Regions from separate parts of the Mus musculus genome. Here region 2 is linked to region 1. A link is a contact called in public promoter capture Hi-C data. All regions are on one chromosome and are shown on one strand. The core of a region is the stretch at or near the end of the contact, and the rest is flanking DNA. Distances in the headings are between cores, read along the strand shown.

Region 1 (6,943 bases), core at 4,251-6,750:
ATCCCTAGAAGAGAATCCTGAACTGTATAGAGAAAGCTAGCTAAGCTCTGGGGTGATTTCTTACTAGCTTCTTTTGACTACAGGTGTAATAAGGCCTGTCGTCTAGAGCTCCTGCCTTGTGGCTTCCCTGCTATGATAGATTTTAACCTGGATCTGTGAGCTAAATAAGCCATTTCTCCCTTAACTTGCTTTGGCCAAAAAGTATTTGATCATGTCAATAGGAGACGAAACTAAGACAGAAAGGTAGTGAGATGCCTACCAGAATGGCAGATGAATGTGTTAGTAATGACCAAGAAAATCCACAGAGCACTACATTGTGTGCTCAAAGTGACTTATGAGCATATGAGGAAGCTATTCTTCATCACACAAGCCCTATGCTTTAGGAATTCATTTTGACAAAGTACATGAAAAAGATGGTTATGGCCAACCCCTAGTTCAAACATGCATGCACAGACCATCCTGCCTGGATAATAGGCAGAAAAGAGCAGAGGCACAATAGTGGGACTTAGTGAGTCTTCTGTAAATAAACATTTCCTATTTTCAGGCTGAGAAAAACCCATTTCTTCCTAACCATCCGAGTAGGTTGGTCAGGCCCGGGACCTCTCTCATTCTGTCCATAATATTATTTGATGAAACATTAGCAGTACTCTGTTCGTTTTCAACCTGGTGTTTACTAATTTGCTTGTTTTCTCAGATCTTCTTCATCCTCTGCCTCTCTTTCCACCCAATTTGTTCTCCTGTTTTACCTGGTTGAAGCCACATGCTCCACTCGATGACTGTAAAGAGCAGGACATTATAGCCAATCGCCTAAGACCATCCATGCGAGATGGCATGGCTCGACGGACACTTGAGATAAGTCCTGACTTCTCTAAGCACTTCTGTGTCCTGTTTGCTGTGACCTTGAGTCAGCCACTTACTTTAATTAATTTTTAATCTTTCTTTTTTTCATAAAAATACCAAACCCAAACCAAATATTTATAAAAGTGATTTAATTCCACAGTAAAATATCTGGAAAATGAGTGCACAGGTGAGGAGAACTTTCACTTAATATTCTCAAAATTAGGTATTTTATTTACCAACTGCAGACAAGTTAGTCATCTCATTCTGCTGTTTAAAGAAAGGACCGCATTCGATTTCTACAATATTTTGCTAGGGAAAATAATCCCAAATACAAAACTCTAGAGTTTCCTAGCCCTAAAGCCCAAGCTGGTTCTGCTATGTGATGCTACTGCTGTAGTATCATGGATAGGATAGTAACTGGACACTTGTAATATGGACCAAGTTGCAAGAGGACAGGGCTATTTTTTCCCCAGGAGTTGTCAGTTCAGTGGGAGGGCTGTGGCTCAGCTCCTTCTAGGGTGGAATCTAGGTCCAGGACAGCCTCTGGGTGGAAACACAGGTGATGTGTACGGCTTCTGACTGAGAGAAAGCCACCAGGCTTCTCGTCCAGGGAAACCTGGCGAGAGTCCAGACCTAGTCATTTCTAGCCAGACAAGTATGTTGTGATCGAAGTTACCTTAGAAAACCAACTATAATAATAATAATAATAATAATAATAATAATATTATTATTATTATTATTATTATTTCACTTCTAGAAGAAGTCTCAATGAAGAGGAATTATGGGATAAAAGTCAAGGGCCAGGAGTGATGACTCAGTGGGACTCGTACCTGCTTGAGCAAGTGTGGGTACCTGACTTCAGATTCCCAGAGACTCCATAAAAGCCAGACATGTTAACATAGACCTGCAGTCCCGGTGTTCCTAGGATGATCTGGGAGGCAGAGGCAAGAGAATGCTGGGAAGCATATCTTGCCTGGTATACACAACCGGGAACCATAAGGGACCCTGCCTCAAGCAACATAGTCAGATGGCAAGATGCTGTCAAACAAGTGCTGGCCTTCCCCAGCCAGCTTCCACAAGTGCTCCAAGGTATACACACACTGTGATCACACACGAAAACGCACGCACATCATACAAAGAGAAACAGAGCCATGGAGATAGCTCAGCGAGTAAAAACACTTGCTGTCAAGCCTGACAGCCTGCTCTACGTAAGGACAGGCATAGAACAAGACGAGAAACAATTCCTGCAAGTTGCCCTTTGGCTTCCACGAGTACACAGTTCAAGGCACACATGTAGTCCAAGGGTTGACCCTGAGTCAGAAAGCCAGTAATAAATATACATAAAACCTGAAATAAAAGCCAAGTTTGAATATCAGTGTCCGTCCAATCAGTAACCATGGATTCAGAGAGTCACTTCTAGGACCAGTTTCTCAGTTACAGGTTCTGTAACAACATGCCCTACATTTTCTCTAAATAAGCGAATTCAGGTAGGGTCCTGAAGAAACTGGGAAGTTTTTAAAAGCAGAAGTGAGAGAGGTTGTGCTGGAGAGAGTTTAAGAATGAAGGCATTAGTATTCCTCAGAAGTGTATGTAAACTGTCTGGCTTTGTTGACTTCTTTAATAAATATTTGAGCACCTGCTCCATCCAGGTCAGCACTTGACAACAAGCTCTGATGAGGGCAAGGCTGTGTCCTCAGTTGCTTAGTAACCCTGACTTCCTCTCAGGCGCTTGAATGGATCCTGTGAGTTAATGGGTGCGTGGAACCGTGCTAAGTTCTGGGAAACAAGGCATACACAGAACACAAACATGAAAATTGCAGGTGTAGTTTAAGGAGTTAAATCATTTACTGATGGCTTACGGTAGCTAACCTTTGTGCTAAGGCTAGGAGGGCGCACAAGGATGCCCTTCCCAACTTTGCGGCTCTTCATCTTTGTAATGTATTGCTTGCAAATGGGAGGATATGGACTTTGAAATGAGGTTAGGGTGGGTTAACTAGTGTGGTCAACGTCAACAGAAGGGTCCCAGTTGGGGAAAGAAGAAGCAACCAGGTTCTGATAGGGAATACAAGTGTGTGTGTGTGTGGGGGGGGGGGTGAGGGTAAGAAGAAAGGAAGGGTGGGAGGGAGAGAAGAAGGGTGGGATAGAGGGAGGGAGAAGGCACACACAGGACTCAGTGATGATCCACTGTTGGCCTTAAACATGTAAGAACAAGTCAAGCATGAAGAACCTAGACGCCCTGGAAAAGCAGCTGAACAGGTTCCCCTCTTCACATCCCAAAGGCCGTGGCCAGCTGACACCTTGATTTTAGCCCGTTTTGGATATTTTATGTCCAGAATTGCACAAATACTTTTTTCCCTTTTTTACTATTTTAAGCCACTAAGCCTCTGGTTATTTTACAATGGGCTTCATTCACATCCTTGACATGTTTTGGGCTTCCCTAAGCCTGTGAACTAGTTAGTAACCCTTTACCAACTGAGTCTCACAGAGAAAAACAGAAAATAGCCCAGTGATTGATTTTTTTTTTTTTGTATTGCTTACATGTAGAAATACTACTTTGGATGTATTGGATTACGTAAATAAAATGGATGTTGTCCCCTTTATGTGGGTCTGTGCATGTGAGAGAGAGCAGATGCGCTCCAATCCCCTGGAGCTGGAATGACAGGCAGTTGTGAGTGGCCCATTGAGGGGGGGTGAAAACTGGTGTGTCCTCCTGACCAATGAGCCAACTCTCCAGCCACCCTTTAACTTTGTGTGTGTGTCCCTTGTGCTCTCCAGATGAGGTCAGAGGGAGTCAGTTCTCCACATTCACCTTGGTTTCCAGAGATAAAACTCAGGTCAAGAGATTGAACAGCAAGTAGCTTTGCCAGCTGAGCCTTGTCACCAACTGACCTTTAACTTTTAATGTGGAGCTACAAACCTAAATTGCACGAGTACCTTGCATAGATTCCTAATGAACAGTGCTCACCTCGACTCTTATTCTCAGTAGTTGTTCTCATTTATTTGACATTTTAAAATCATTAATACAGAAGATTACACCTCCTAAGGTATAATGTGTGATATTCTGATTAGTGTATTCAGTTTAAATGTTTAATATTTTGTGTGTATCAGTGTTTGCCTGCACGTATGTCTGTGCTCCACTTTCAAGGACCAATCAGATCTCCGGGGACTGGAGTTATGAATGGCTGTGAACCACGTGGGAGCTGGAATTCTCTACAAAATCACCAAGCGCTCTTAACTGCAGAGCAGTGCTCCAGCCCCTTCAGTTCATATACACAACGTCTAATGTTTAAATCGGGTTAGTCATTCTAACTCCTCAGACATATTTTTTTCTGGTTAAAAAGATTAAAACTCCTTTCTTCTAGTTTGTTTAAATGTACATTATATGGTGACGGTCTTAAGTGTGTGACAGAACCTGTTCTCATGACTTCATCTTTTAAAAAATATAATAATTTACTCTGGGCTAGAGAGACAGCTTAGCAGTTAAGAGTGCTTGCTGTTCTTCCAGCTGATCTGAGTTCAGTTCCCAGCGCTCAGGATGAGTGGCTCACATCTGCCTGTAAATAACTCCAGCTCCAAGGAATCCAACATCCACTCCAGACACCACGGGCACTGCACTCAAATGCGCGCGCCGCGCGCACACGCGCACACTCACACCTACAACAAAACGAAAAGCTTATAAAATTAATAGTAAATTAAAAACAAGTACATAAAAGCATTTTAAAGTTCAGCATGTTTTTGTTCCGTGTGGTGGCACATTTCTTCAATCTCAGCATTGAGCAGGCTGAGGTTGGTGGATCTCAGAGTTCCAAGCCAGCCTGATCTACAAAATGAAAATCAGTATAAAGAAAACTGAGGAGGGTAGGAAACGAAAGAGAGAGAAGAGATCTTTACTTTGGAGAAATAACACAGAAAAAGCAGAAGGCATGGTATACAGCTAACCTTAAGATTTTCTGGGGACTTTTCTTATTTTAGGAAAAACTCAGTATCTCCAAGTCCAAACTTAAAAAAAAAAAAGTCAAATATTTGATAGCATTTAAAAGACTCCTTGACTTACAAAACGCTCCACCACCCGGGAGCGAGGAGTGGGGGTTGTCTTTTTTTAATTAGCCATCTGCTTCTTCACACTTTACGTGTTTCTGAAAAGAAATCTCAGACTTGGGGGTTCTGTTTCATAAGTAAATGTGATTTTGAAAAAGTTATGACTCATTAAAAAAAAGCCTTGGAAAAATGGAAATGCAAATATTGTCTTAAGAAACCCGTAGTGATCGCAACGTCCACCACGTTGATTTATTTATTCTTTTTCTAGGTACAGACAGCAACCTCAGAGGCTCCCTTGGCCGCGCCCTCCTCGCGGAGGTGGGTCGCTGTCAGGTGATGTTTACGTCCGGTAGGGGTGCGTCCCGCCCTGCAGACACTCCCTCCGCCTTTGGCGTCGGCTCCCCCGCCCTAAACTTTCCGGTTTTAACCCTGGGAAAGGCCAGCCACGTCTGGCGAACACCAACCCGCCCACATTCCGCCCCTAAACAAACTTGGCCAGGGACAGCCCGGGAGGCTGGAGCCGCCTCGGTGCGCGCGCCCGGCCAGCCCCTTCGGCCGCGCGCCCGCCCCCTCGGGCGGGGACGCGCAGGGGCAAGCGCGCGGCCGCGAACTGCGGGCGCCATTTTGGATTCCCTAACTGGGCCGAAGCTTCGGGCTCGCTGCTGTCGATCGCTGCTCGCCTAGGGCGTCTCGGGCGGGCGACGAGGAGGTGCCGGGGCGAAGGACACAGACCGCGCGGGACAGAGAAGGGACGCGACGCTCTCCTCCCCACACACCGGGGCAGCCGGAGCCGCAAAGGTGGAGCCGCGTCGGCGCCCGCCGCGGGACCAGCGTCTCGGATGCGGGCGGAGCGCGGGGGGCCGCGACGGCGGGAGCTCGGAGACGGGGCCCCGGGAGGCCTCATGTGAGAGGCGCGGGAGCCGCCGCCGCCGCTGCCGCCGTCGTCCGCGCGGCCCGGGGTGCTGTGTGGGGGAAGCCGCCCCCGGCAGCAGGTACGGCGGAGGTTCGGGGCCGCAGCCCGGAGTCGGGCGGGGAGGTCGGCGGCGGCGGCCGGGGGCGCGCGCGGGGCGCGACGGGAACAACGCCCCGCCCCGCCGCGCCCGGGCCTCGGTGTCTGTCAACAAGGCGTGGCCGGCGCGGCGCGCGCTCGGTGGCCGCGCGTGGCGGGGCAGCGAGGAGGACGGGCTCCTCCGGGCTCGCCCTGGGCGGCGCGGGTGCAGGCGGCTGGAAAGCCCGGGGGCCTGGGCGGTCAGTGTGTGCGGAAGCCGGGCCGGGGAGGCGCACGGTGGAAAACTTGGTGAACTTAGGGGCAGCCGCCCGGGTCGCGTGCTGCAGACCACCACCCGGAAGCCGCCCGGGCAGGGCATCGCCGAGCCGCGTGCGAGGTGAGAGCGGGCGGCGGTTTTGTTGGTAATGGTGCCTATCCCACTTGCCCAGATGTTTGTATCTTTTGCTTACACCAAAAGGCGAATTTAAAAAAAAAATGTCCCTGTAGATGTTAAAATGTCTGTAACCCGCCCCGTGTTACCTGTGTGCCGGCTCCCGGTTGTGTCTTGTCTGTGTGTCCAGTCCCAGTTCATCTATATCCACTGTGCTCTCACCATTCTGAGAGTTAATCTTTTTCGTATTGTTCCATTCTTGTATTTCAGCCAAAGAATGTGTGTTAGGTTTCCTTCTATGAAAAACAAAACAAAAGGGCATATGCAAATGTAATGCCAGAACGGGACTTTTAAACCTAAAGTACAAATTTTTTAAAAAATATTTTTTGCATGTCCAGAATATGTAAATGTTTAAAGACAGTAAGGGAAGTTTGGCTCTTGGTTTCAGTTTAAGGAAATGTTTGATTAGCTCACTAATTCTTGGTGATGCTCAAGTTACTGGGTGTCCCTCATTAGTTGCATCTTGGACACTTGATGTAAACACTAGCTAAAGTTGTTGCCACCATACTTTCTCTGGGTTCTTGAAACACTGCAATAAATCAAAACTGCTGGAGCCCAGTTTTCTGTGCTTAGGAAATCGCATTGATATTTAGTGTCCTGTTTTATACACCACACTCTTCCTGTTC
Region 2 (7,276 bases), core at 4,246-6,745, 2.2 Mb before region 1:
GAAGACATACAACAGCATGAATGTAACAACTGTTTAAAAACTATTCTTCCAGTTTTCTATATATTGCTACCTATTTGAAAGTTTTAATAATAAACACCACTGAGTGATGGAATGGGGTTTTAAAAGGAAACCACTAAAGGTTTTTGAGGGGGAAAAAAGAAACAAAAAGAAAGAGAAAGAAAAAGAAAGAAAGCCAGCAAACAAGCAAGCCAGCCTAATTTATACTGAAAAAGAACATGCCATACAAACAATACACTAAAGAGCAGTCAAGCAACAGAAGAAAGTAGCAATTATTTCATAGCATGAAAAAATGTGCATTCAAGGAGCGGGAAGAATTCACAGCGAGAATAAAAAACAAAGATGTCAAAAGAAAGCTTCTAAGTATCAGGAATTTTTAAAAGTTCTGAGGACAAAATTCAATCTCAATATAACAAGAGCCTAGATGTATCAGATTATGCAACTGGGCAAGCTTGAGAACATAAAAAGCAGTAATACAAGACAAATAATGTATATTGATAAATTCAAAAGAAACAAATGAAGGTCATGGAAATCAGGAGAGACAAAAAAGATAACTAGAAAACATCATACAGTTTAAGACTGTGGTGTTTCTTTAAAATGGAAAATGAAAACAAACAACTACACCTAAAATTCACCTTCTACTAGACACTTAGAATGGTCTATTGGGTGAGGCAGTGGTCCTGGGCCTGAAAGCATCTCAGCTTCTTAGTTCTTCATAGGGGGCTGTCCTAGGCACAGCTGTCAGTTTCCTGATGTCAGTTACCTTCCTTTTAATAAGTTACACAGACAATAGAGAGAAGAAAGAACTAAGACAAGCGCAGAAGCTGCCTTCAAAGGCAAACAAACCATCATTGTTTGCTACAGTGTTAGCTGCTTCCTACAAAGTAGATAGATAAATATAAAGAGCTAGGTTCTGGACTCTGGCTGATTCAGAGGTGTGGCAAACTCATTGCTGTGTCTCTCCAAACACTCATTAACCCCACAGGACTTTGGAACAAGGAAAAGGACTCAAATATGCGGTGTTCGTGTTGCTTGCTGTACCATGAGTAAGGCCATTTGTTCTGACTTAGGAGTCTTCTGTTTTCTGCCAACCACCATGAAACGTTTACAGACTAATTCATTAGCTTACGAAAATAGTAGTTATTTCCATGTGACAGTCTCTACATCAGTGGTTCTCAACCTTCCTACAGCTACAAACTTTTAATACAGATCTTCATGTTTTGGTGACCCCCAAACATAAAATTGTTCTTGTGGCTACTTCAAAACTGCACTCTTGCTACTGTTATCAGTCATACTGTAAATATGAAAGATATCTGACTCTGTGACCCTCGGTGAAATGGTCATTTGACCCCAAAAGGAGTCGAAACCCACAGGTTAAGAAACACTGCTCTGTTTTACCTATATTATGGTATTTTAATTCTCATAATAAATAATAACTATGATGTTGTACTAATATGAGGAAATGATGCTTTAAGATATGAAGTGACTCATCTAATGTTTGAAAACTAGCAAACAAAAGGCAAACAGGATGGCTCAGTGGCTAAGAGTATGTGATGCTCTTCATATGACCAGAGTTCAGTTCCCAGCACTCACACCATCAGATGACTCACAACCATCTGAAACTAAAGCTCCAGGAGTTTTTCTCACTTCCCTAGGCAGCAGCACATGTGTGACACACACACATATTAAAAAAAAAGAAAAAAGAAAGAAAGAAAAGAATTAGGTTTTCGTCTACAAAATGAGTTCCAGGACAGCCCAGGACAGCCAGAGCTATACAGAGAACCTAAATGAAAGTCTAGATGACTTTAATGCCTCTTTTGTTTTGTTGTCTGTGGTGCTGGAGAGGGAACCAGAGCCTTAAGTGCAAACAGGTTAGGCCAAGCACCTGGGCTACATCTCCGCTCACTACCTTGATTTTAGCAGTTCAAACCTCCTTTCTTAGCCGATTTATCAGGTGCAGCTGAAATTCTCCCGATACAGAAGTACTCAGAACTCTCTATAGCACACGTACTTCAAATTTTGTTTCATAGAAAGCTTACATTGTAGAATTGTTACTATTATCTTAAAATATAAAAGAAGCAAAAACATTATGCAGTCAAATATCAGAAATAACCACAGTAAACTAATCTAAGCTACTCTCTACTAAAGAATTTCTCACTATGTGAGGAGGTTAGATGTAGTCCAAGAAGTCCTATTATTGGCATTCTAGTATATAGTTTAGGAAACTACTGCTAATTGTATAACACTGCCGATTTAGTTATTGAAAAAATACCTTTTAAACCTTAGTAGTCACCTTGTTGTGGGTCCATGAGCCTTCAAAGTAGATACCAGCAAAGCAGAATGCAAGCTGCAGTGGCAGATGCAGAGCAAGTTAGCTAGGCAGTGTGGCGCATCGCTCTTTTCCTATCAAGCACAACTCAATCTCCCAAAACACACTGAAAGTAAACACCATGCCTCATCTTTTTTTTTTTCTGAAATTAGAAAATTAGCAAGACATTGTAGCTGTACATGTTGTCTATTGTTGTGGATTTCTAGCAATGAATAGGGAATGGGGTGGGGGGACATTATTATAGCCAGGGATGGTGATGTGTGGCTGTTAGCCTAGTGGGAAGCTGAGGCAGGAGGATCATGAGCTCCTTGGCTACTCGATGGTTGAATGCTTATCCAGAATGTGCACAGGCCAGTCTGGCTAAAAATAATAGTCATCCAGATGTGGACACAGCCTGGAGGCCCAGCCACAGATAAATGGACAAAGAAAATGTATAGATACATGAGGATGTTTTATTCAGCTGAAAAGAATGAACATTCTTAGGAAACAGGAAAACAGATGGAACTGGGGTGGGAAGGGACACAATATGTTAAGTGAAATAAGCCAGATTCAGAGAGAAAAAGGCATGTTTTCTATCCTAAGAGGAAATGTAGATTTAAATTTATATATACATACGTATGCATATGTAGGACACGAAAGTACAAAAAGGACTTATAAAATCCAACACTTAATATGTTGGCTAAAGCAATAATAAAAGAATAAACCCTTTGGATACCCTAAAGAAAAGAAAATGTCCTGGATAAACTGTATACGTGGATTAAAGACAGTAAGCCATTCTGATCACCAGGCATCACCAGTATGCAGAGCTGAGTTTTAGCTCTTTAAATAAGAGTAAATCCACACAGCACAGTGTTTCTCACCCCTATGTACAGTTCCCTATCTCCTGACCTCATCATCGCTAACAAAGTTGTTTACTGCTCCAGTTTATTAATCATTCTAGAGTTTCAAAATAAGGCCTGACCTAAAGGTAGCCATAAAACAGGCATGCCCATTACATAAGCTAAGCTTCCAGACTGAACCCCAGCTACCGAGTCTACGCAAAACTCAAACTCAGTTGTATCTATGCCGTTTTCCCAGACAAAGCTACTCGCAAAAAAAAAAGGGAGGAGGGCAGTTTATCATCCTAAACACACGAACTTACTATGTAACCACAAAAGTAAAAGAATGAAAATACAAATTTAGACTATAATAAAATTCTCCAATGCTTCTCCCCATAAAAAATAATATTCTATCTAAAAGAAATAATTTATTTAGAATGACTGATTTCTGCCCTCTGCCCTTACAGAGTGGCTCCACCCACTCAAAGTCTTTATAGGACACAGCTTCAGTTTTGAAGGGAAAAAAATGTAGTATTTTATACCTTCTTTCAAAGTTTAGACAAAAGTAAACTCCAACATTATCTGAAGAGATTTTGAGAGAAAAAAATAGTCTCAACTAGTTACCTCCATCAAAAGCAAAAGAGACAATATAATAAATTAAAACTATTAACACTATTTTAAGTATCATCCATGGTTGAGCCCAATAAGGAAAAGCAACCCAAAGAAAGAATTCAAATCAAATTATATCACTTAGAGACACAAACAGAAGTGGGTAAGATTTGAGAAGTAAAACAAGTATCAATGATAAAATTACGTGGCTTTTTTTTTTTTTGCAAACACTTAGAAAGGGAACAATGTCTTTTAAAAAATATAAAGTTACCCAAAGCTGACAACTTGAAAAGCACCTTCAATAAACTGGCAAGATTTCTATTTCCTAAGCCATTCTGAAAATGTTGATAATTTTCAGAAAGTTCATAATCTAAATCACCTGGCCATGCTATAGCAAATAGACACAAATGACAGAGAATTCTTACCAAAGAAAAAATGAAAATTTAAGTCTCTACCACAATCCTTCAGATTTGTCAAAAGGCACAACACACATGCAGACAGACAGAAAAGATGACATATAGGACTAACTGTGCAATCTTATAAACCCGACACGCAATAGCAACAATATGCACAAATGCTTTTCTTCTCTCCCCCCGTAACTATGTTCCACTAAATTATCTAAAAGTTTATAAGTGAAAACGCAATAAAGTAAATATTGCTGACAATGCTATTCACAATATTTATCTCCAATGACATCACTAAAACACACAGGGTGTAAAATACAGAGATTCTGACAAAGAAAATACAGGGCGCATTTCACTCATTAAGCATAGCTGGTGGTTTACATACTTGAGTGATTTTAAAACTCTGTATTAAATGAAAACTATTTCATTTCAAACAAGGTTTGATTTTTTTTTCTAATAAAGCGCTGCACACACGAACACAGGCAAAGCAGGAACAGATTTAAAAAAAAAAGAAAAAAAAAACGATCACTGTAATACTAACACAATGGAAAAGGGCAAAATGACAAGGTTAACTAGAAGAGAGGCACCTTCCCCATCACAGCTCTTCTCTACCCCTCACGCCGGTTGTAGCCCTGCTGCACCCCACTCTATAACCTCACACAATTCAGGCCACCGGTCGGGTCGACTCCCTGACAGGTACCTGCACCCTGCCCCGCCGCAGGGGGACACCACTCACTGCTCACGGGTGTGTGAGTCAGGGAAGAAGGAGGGGAAAGAAAGCCAGCCGGGGTGAGTCGGGGAGCGTCGCCGGGGAGGGGGCTCGGCGGGGCGCTGGCCGTCGACTGCGGCCGGGGGCTGGCGGAGAGGTGGGCTGGGCGGGAAGGGGCCCGCCGGGACGCCCCGAGGCCAGCGTCCTCCCCGGGGCCCGCGCACTCACCACCTGGTAGCGACCAGTCCCCAGCTGGTGGTGATCCATCCTGCCCGCCTCGGGGTCCGGCTTCCGAGCGGGCGTGTCCCCTCGGCGCTCAGCTCCCTCGGCCTCCCGGGTCGACGTCGTCGCCGCCGCCGCCGCAGAGCCTCTTCCGCCGCCTCGGGTTCTGCCGCCGAGGTCGCCTGGCGGGGCCGCTTCACTTCCTGTCGCTCCCTCGGCTCCAGCGGAGAGCTCCGCGTCGCTCGCCGATCGGCGCCGGAGCTCCGGGGAGCCGCGCGCGCTACTGAGCATGCTCGGCGCGGACGCGCATGCTCTCTGGCTCCGCCGGCGTCCCATCCGCCGCCCGGCTCCGGAGGTGTCCCTAGGTGGGAGGAGATGGAAGAGTCAGGCAAGTCCCCGGGAGCCCTCTAGGTTGTCATCTAGTCGACAGTGGGCGGTGGCAACCGAAGCGGAAAAGAAAAAAAAAAAAAAAATCGTCCCACTTGATTGGATTTTCCTGTGAGGGCAGGTTTCACTGTGGGGCGAGAGGATGCATCGTCACTGCGGAGGGTGGAGGCGCTGCATTCCTAGAGCACCTGAGGACAGGTCGCCCTTTTATTAGTCCCCAGCCTAGAGCATCTCAAAGAGATCCATCTCAGGACAGGCCTAAAAAGGCGCTCATTCGAAATCATTAATGAGGTAATGAATTACCAAATACCAGGGACATATACATATACAAAGACCACATATACATATATAAAATCAGCTTTAAAGTCACAGTAAAATTTCGAGGAAGGAAAAAAAAAAGACAGTCTTGCTTCTGAGCACGCGTAGCCTTCCTCAGTAGAACAGCTCATTTGTGACAAATGTTAAACCCATTTGACAGCGTACCATTGTCAATCACTTAGAATCCATAATAGATTGCATTGGAGTTCATTTTGAACATTGTACGTTGTAGGAGTTCTGACAAATATACCCTAACTATTATATATCATACTGAACAGTTTCATTACTCTGAAAATCCTGAATAGGGCTTTACCCTCCTCTTTCTTTTGCCCCCTTGTTTCTAAGAGATTTACAAATTCTTCAAACATATTCTGATGACATACAGAGAAAGAGGCCTTTAGAAATAGGAAATGGGAAGGACAGAAGAAAATAATGAAGTGAGGTAGGATTTTTGTGTGTGTGCTAATAATACTCAGATATTCCTAAGATAATGGTAAAGAATCAGTTTTTGTGGCGCATCATAATACCCTGTGACACCTCTCTCTCCTCTCCTCTCCTCTCCTCCCTCCTTCTTTCTCCTTCTTTCTTCTTCCTTCTTCTTTTTCTTTCTTCTTCCTTCTTTTTCTTTCTCTTTTTCTCCTTTTTCTTCTCCTTTTTCTTTCTTTTCTTTTTCTTTTCTTCTTTTCCTTTTCTTCTTCTTCTCCTTTTCTTCTTCATCTTCGTCTTTGTCTTCTTCTTCCTCCTCCTCCTCCTCCTCCTCCTTCTTCTTCTTCTTTTCTCTCTCTCTCTCTCTCTCTCTCTCTCTCTCTCTCTCTCTCTCTCTCTCTCTCGGCACAGAGCATGTTTCTCTAACAATTAGAAGACTATGGCAGACCAGCAAAAGGTACCTTTTAACCCAAACATCTGCTTCTTGTACCCTGAGATCTGTGGCCCTACTCGATCTGGCCCAACTGTTCTTTTTAAGATAATCAAGCCCTTTCCCCATAACTGTTCTTACTATGGAGATCTCCTGGGGATCCGGGGAGGGAAACCTGGAGACCATCTCTCACTTTGCTTCATACATGTGCAGATGAGATTGCCGAAAGAAAGGAAGCCAGATGAGACTGGTACAACTGGCCAGATCCAACAAAGTTCAATAAACTTTGTATAGTTGTAGCTAGAAAAGTTAAGTCTTTCTGATATTTTTATTTTTCAGATGATTTATCAGATCTCTATTAGGATCATCTTAAAATATCTAATATTAGCATTGCCAGACCAGAAATAATAAAAAGCAATTGGTGTTGTCATACCTAATTTTCTTCATGTGTTCCAATGTAGTATATTTTAGATCCTAATTTAATCGATATTATTAGCACAAGTGCCAACTCCTTACAGTATCATCCTGAATAGAATTGCCTTTCATGAGCTAAACAACACCCAGTGTTAGCAAAGAAAAATTAGATCCCAATATAACTTGTTATTA

Evidence for each region. Capture Hi-C pulls out chosen DNA fragments and counts their contacts.
Region 2: a promoter capture Hi-C map of liver shows a contact between it and region 1, with 2.7 times the contacts expected there. The contact joins the promoter of Ndfip2 here to the promoter of Fbxl3 in region 1. A contact is called at or near these places in 3 of 39 promoter capture datasets (liver and pre-B cells), 2 of 115 datasets of contacts at active chromatin or transcription factors (astrocytes and pro-B cells) and 2 of 9 other capture datasets (adipose tissue and liver).

What each region holds. Positions count from the first base shown.
Region 1 is chr14:103,098,089-103,105,031 of GRCm38.p6, reverse strand. Fbxl3 (F-box and leucine-rich repeat protein 3) reads left to right here and starts at 5,500. Exons shown (of 5, transcript NM_015822.3): 1 at 5,500-5,870.
Region 2 is chr14:105,256,842-105,264,117 of GRCm38.p6, reverse strand. It overlaps Ndfip2 (Nedd4 family interacting protein 2), which reads right to left and starts at 5,495. Exons shown (of 8, transcript NM_029561.5): 1 at 5,116-5,495. The coding sequence starts at 5,445.